Linked DNA regions of Sus scrofa: region 2 is linked to region 1. The links are chromatin contacts, called in public Hi-C maps. All regions are on one chromosome and are shown on one strand. The core of a region is the stretch at or near the end of the contact, and the rest is flanking DNA. Distances in the headings are between cores, read along the strand shown.

Region 1 (2,956 bases), core at 338-2,837:
AGAGAAAATCTTGAAAGCAACCAGAGGGGGGAAAAAAGGTTATACCATATACAGGGGAAAAGTTACATTAACATGGCCACCTTCTTTCTTAAACAGCTAGCAAAGAGAGAGAGAGTGTGCAAGCATACGCACTAGAAAGATAGAAATGGAGACCTATATATAGATTAAAAAATACTTAAGAGGAGTTCCCACTGTGACTCAGTGGAAACTAACCTGACTAGTAACCATGAGGATGTGGGTTTGATCCCTGGCCCTGCTCAGTGGGTTAAGGATCTGGCATTGCTGTGGCTGTGGTGTAGGCTGGCAGCTGCAGCTCTGATTGCTACCTAGCCTGTGAACTTCCATGTGCTGAGGGTGCGGCCCTAAAAAGAAAAAAGAAAGACTTAAGAGACACATCAAACCATCTGCAAAGTACAGACAGACTTGCTTGGGTTGTGATTCAAATCAACTATAAAAACTCTTATGAGACTGTTGGAAAAATGTGCACATTCATAAAATAGCTGATGATACTGAGGTGCTATTCGTTTTCAGGAGATGTGAAGGATCTCTGATTATAATTTTATAAAGGGATTTAAAGTACTCAACCTTGCAAGATACAGGTTGGGATGACAAGTACCAACTTCCTCACTTTAACCTCAGTGCAAGTAAATACTTACAGGGTACCGATTGGGCCCGTGGAATTAACTTATTTAATAGCTGCGATAATTAGTATGATAGACATGATCTGTGATCTCTCAGGGATGAGGCACGTTTTCTTTTCAGAGCTAATATGGATCAATTCTGCCCTCCACAAAAATGAATTTATCTTTTGTCCATGGTTCACGTCTCATTTGTCACCGAATATGATCACGGGAAGCCATATTTAAGACAGCTGCATTTTGAAGTTTCATATATTTTCTTCTAAATGCCATTTACAGAACGTCTCCCTTTCATTAAACTTATTCAGGTTTAAAAACACTCAAGGATGATGAAGACGATGTATTTCAAAATCCCATTTCCCGAATCCATTTCCTGTCTTACAAATTTCCAAACGGACACAGGCGGTGGCCAGTCGTCTGGTTACCTGCAGGCTTTCTTTGATGTCCTGGGTTTCAAGGCTCAGTGGATGGGTGTGCACTCAGGACAAGCCTTAGGAAGTCGGGGAGGGCTGCGAGAGGAAGAACTTTCATGCTAAGGGGAAAAGAGGAACTGATGTAATGTCCTGGAGAAATTTCACTCTCTGTTCCTGCCTAGATTTTGGGAACAATGACGGAGGGAGATAGTGCTCTGGACAATCCAGCTCAGATCTTACTTCTGACTCAGGATCTGGGCAGGAACAGGACTCGGAGGAGCTTGATTTATTTATTTCTCGGCAGACACCACTGAAAGAGGAAGTACTTGATGAAGCTGATAACATTAATGGCAGAGAACTGGATCTAAGGGTATTTAATTCCAGGCTCCTGGTGGTCTGGGCACAACCACTGTCAAGGCCGAAAGGTCTGCCTTGAGCCCTTCCAAGCTTTGTTTCAGGTTGCAAAGCACGTGCCCACGTTTGGAGTGGATTCTGACGTTGCTGCCCTGCTGCCTCTGTTATTATAAGTTGGCAGCGGGGTATGGAAACTTATGAGACCAGAGGCGGCAGGCAGAGAAGCTCCGGACACAGGAAGTGCACTGAGAGGACAGTGGGTGCATTAAATCCCCCAGATGTAGGAGTCTTCTGTCTAAAACAAGAAGTTTTTTTTTTTTTTTTCGGTCTGGCCTTGATGTCTGGGTTTGTTCTTGGTGAACGGCCCAGCTGGAAAACTGGGAAATAATCCACATTGCCCTTGGTCTGAAGGTCTTGATATGGGAGAGAAACACACAAGGAAGAGAGAGGAAAAGCCGCAAGTAATCGGTCAGTGGGAAGACCCAGGTCTGGTTGGGACCTCATTCTGAAAGTACTTTCTGATCCCAAACCCTTCTCTCTGTAGACCTCTTCTAGATACAAACCAGCCCTTCTTCTCACTACCAAAGAGTCCCCCACAAATTAGGACTGTGAATGTGATGGTCACAAAAAAGGGCTGATTTCTTTTCTCAGCTTCTTTTCTCATTAGAAAAGTGTCTCCAAAATTCACCCACATTTGACCCAATTGGAGCTCCCGTTGTGGCGGAGCAGACATATCCGACTAGTATCCATGAGGATGTGGGTTCGATCCCTGGCCTTGCTCAGTGGGTCGGAGATCTGGTGTTGCCATGAGCTATGGTGTAGGTCACAGATGTGGCTCAGATCCTGCGTTGCTGTGGCTGGGGTGTAGGCCGGCAGCTGCAGCTCTGATTCCACTCCTAACCTGAGAACTTCTCTTTGCCACAGGTGCAGCCCTAAATAGTCAAAAGCAAAAAAAAAATTTTTTTTTTGGACCCAATTTAATCACAATATATAATGATTAACTAGTAGACCCTAAAAAACAAAACTCTGCCTTTGGTTAAAGTCTTGGGGTTTGACTAGGAAATTTCCAGGGCAGAGCACAGGCTAAGATCAAGTTTCTCTCACACCCCAGGATCACATTTCCCCATTCATGCTTTCTCTAAGCCCATGGATGATGATAAGAGAAGTTAGGGAGATGAAAGTGGTGGGGGGGGAGCAGGTAATTCTCACTCATCATCCTCAGTGATCCATATGCCCCCGCAACACCAAAGAGACCATTTCCCAGACAGTTTAGTAGGAACAATGCATGATATAAAGACCTATACGAAAATGAAAGGCTCGAGGCTTTTTTTTTTTTTTTTTGCTTTTTAGGTCCGCACCTGCAGCATATGGAGGTTCCTAGGCTAGGGGTCAAATTGGAACTGTGGCTGCTGGTCTACACCACAGCTCACGGCAACGTCAGATCCTTAACCCACTGATCGAGGCCAGTGATCGAACCCGCAACCTCATGGATGCTAGTTGGATTCATTAACCGATGAGCCAAAACGGAACTCCTGCTCCGAGTTTTGAGAT
Region 2 (2,956 bases), core at 185-2,684, 220 kb after region 1:
CTTGTTGCTGCAGGGTCCACTCAATAAATGCATCTTAAATGGGCCAAGCCATAAACAAACAAACTTCAGCAGCTTCAGCCTCTCACAGAAGCAGCAAGGCTTTTCCATCTGGGTACATGGGACAGTGAAATGAAAGTGTACAACAAAAGCAGCAATGGCAAAAATAACTGGGGGAGATGGATAAATCATTCTGCCTCCTCACGGTGGCAAACTTTACGGCAACTTTTTAGAAGCAACAAACCGCAGCACCACTAGCCTTTACAGACACACACATACACATATATAAATGCACAAATACAACCACTTGGAAGCTAAGTACTGTGTTTGCAAACATCCTCCACCCTCCTGCACTTACAATACTGCAAACCATGGCCAGAAAGCCGGGAGATTTCTACGCTTAGATATCCTCTCTGCACTGTCAAACCGGGAAGGTCATTTTTCCTGGTCACTTAAATAATTCTCTCTCCCTGCATCGCAGGAGTTTTTTACTTTGGGATTGCTCAACTTTCAGATGCATCCGAGTAAAACAACCATTCAGCAACTTTATTCACCTTGGTTTAAAAAAAGAAACAAACAAACAAACAAAAAGAAAGAAATTCATTGTGCAATGCCCAGGAAAAGCTGACACCACGACTGTCTCTTCCACAAGCGCTTGCAATTACAATCGGGGTTGGGGGTGGGGGGAGGAATCTGTCTGATCAGACTCCGGGAGCCTTTCTTTCTTTCTTTCTTTCTTTTTTTTTTTTTTAAAGAAATGATTCCAACCCCAATGGGGCTGGAGAACTTTTTTTTCTAAGGAGACCACCCCTCGGGAACAAAAGTTACATTTTGGTCACATGTTGGGAGTAGGAGCAGGGAGCAGGTTTTTTAAAAAGAGCACTAATTACGGGGCTGTTTTACGGTCCTAGACACCACTCGGGATCCTCCTGACCGATGGTGACGGGCATTTCACCGTCAAAAAGAAAGGGGGTGGGGTGGGGGCGCAGGAGCCGGCAGGGGGCTCGGCGGGAGGGGGGAGTAGCAAGGTTACGCTAAAGGGTACGGCAGCCGCCGCGAGCTGCATCTCCTTCCCCGGCGCCCCAAATAATTTCCTGCGAACAGAGCGACTGCAGCAGCCCCCTCGGAACTGGAGAGCCCAGCAGGACTGGCCGGGCCAGTGCAGCTCAAGGTTTTCCACCCCGGAGAGGGAGGGGGAGAAGATCTTTACCTTAATGCTACACTGAGCAGGAGTCTCAGACATGTCTCACAGCGAGAGAGATCAGGAAGTTCTCAGTTTTTTTCCACTTTCCTTTCCTCTCCCCAACCCAGAAACGCTCCACGGCCAGCCGGACGCGGTCATTTAAGAAGTTTCTTGCAGCATCTCTCCCGGCGGCCGCCCCGGGGGGCCGCGAGCGCGCGGGGCGGGGCGGGGCGCCGGCGGAGTCGCCGCGCGGGGCGGCGGGGGCGTGGGAGCCGGGCGGCGCGGCGGCGGGGTCTGCAGGTCGCGGCGCGGCACGGCGACCCGGGGCGCAGCCCGGCCGGCCTCCCGCTCTCTCCTCCCACCCGGGCCGGCGCCCCCGCCCCCCGCCCTCCCGCCGCTCTCCCTCGCTAGTTCTCTCGAATGTTTTCCTTCCTGGAAGAGAGAAACTGAAAGGCAGAACTGAGAAAGCTCTTTGCTCATTGATCTTGAGAGTTTCAGTGCAGAAACTGACGTGAATTCCCAGCACTGAGCTCTGCCTCTTAAAGGAGCCACCAGGAAATAAAAGCTCGGGTTACAGGCCGGCATCGGGGAAATAAAAGCCGCGCTGGGGGAGGGGCGGCGGCAGCGGCGGGGGCGCGGGCGGAGGATCCCGGGGGAGCGGGGCCGCGTGAGGCCGCGGTGGCTAACGAGGCGGGCGGCGCAGCCCCCTCCGGCCAGCGCTGGGCTTCCCAGGCTGGGCCGGGCCGCGCCAGGCTCGTGGAAGACACGCCAAGAAAGGTTCCATCGGGGCCCCAGAAACCTCAAAACAGGTTTTATTAAGCGCCCCCCCTCCCCGAGCTCCGTCTCTCGGATACTTTGGAAGGCACAAGGGTTTTTTTGTATTTTTTCCCCGCCGAGCGGAGACGCAATGAAAATAATTATATAGGAAAGGGCATTCCGGTAAGGACGCGGAATCCGAAGGAGGAAATAAAACAATAGCCTTTGTTCTGCTTCTCGACCGCGGCCTCTTTAAGAGAATCCACCAGGAAATGGGAGATCGGGTTACAGCCCGCACCGGGGAAAAGGGGCTAGCGAGCGAGCGCCGGAGCGCGACGCTGGAGACAAAGCCGGGAGGCCGCCCGCAGACGCCGAGCCCCGTGGGCCGGGGAATCCCCGCGAAGGTGGGCGCCCCGAAAAGGGGAGGCGCGCTTGCCGGGGATGCGGCCGCCGCGGGCGCTGCCCCAGCCCCGCATGCGTTGTGGAGAAGGGAAGGCTGCCGGGCAGTTATCAAAGGCAGTTGAGTTCCTTTTCCTGACACCCCCCCCCCCTTCCTCCGGGTTTCGAAATCCGCTGTCCTTTTAAAGAAATAGCGGCCGCTACCAACCGAAATAGGTGACTCGACTACTGAGTTGACAGGACGCGTGCCTGGAGATAATACTCCTCCCCGGGACCACAGCTCTGAAACCGTCATTGGCGGATAGGATGCCCCCGGGATCCTGCCGGGGGAGGAATATTTGGTGGAAAAAAAAGAAACAACAAAAACACTTAGAGGAGGTTTCGAGCCAGTCGGGCTGAGGGTTCTAGCCTTGAGTGCACGTACTCTGATCACTCTACTGTTTCTATTGTTATTTATAGTCTCTGAAAATGTTTGCAAGCGTCCACTGCAGAAAGTTGAGAGCATTATGCCTAAATTCTAAACCCTTATCATACGTATAGGTTTGATGTATGGATGTGTATTAAATTACAGATAGGTAAGTACATCTGTATAAATATAATGCGTGTTATGTAGTATATACA

Evidence for each region. Hi-C and Micro-C count contacts between places; a contact is called where the count stands out from the background.
Region 2: a Hi-C map of skeletal muscle shows a contact between it and region 1, with 5 times the contacts expected there. The contact joins the promoter of ETV6 here to the enhancer-like site in region 1. A contact is called at or near these places in 1 of 5 promoter capture datasets (liver), 10 of 47 Hi-C or Micro-C datasets (alveolar macrophages, embryonic fibroblasts, fibroblasts and 7 more) and 2 of 2 datasets of contacts at active chromatin or transcription factors (alveolar macrophages and skeletal muscle).

Annotation. Positions count from the first base shown.
Region 1 is chr5:60,551,689-60,554,644 of Sscrofa11.1, forward strand. All of the region lies in intron 4 of ETV6 (transcription factor ETV6), which reads right to left. Among named protein-coding and RNA genes, the nearest start is that of BCL2L14, 200 kb to the left of the region's middle. Within about 2 kb of position 1,588, at least 26 of the 83 cell types and tissues checked have an H3K27ac peak or open chromatin away from gene starts, as enhancers often do. A contact at or near this core is called in alveolar macrophages, liver, mesenteric adipose tissue and 4 more, where this site is marked.
Region 2 is chr5:60,775,358-60,778,313 of Sscrofa11.1, forward strand. ETV6 (transcription factor ETV6) reads right to left here and starts at 1,435. Exons shown (of 8, transcript XM_005652587.3): 1 at 1,208-1,435. The coding sequence starts at 1,240.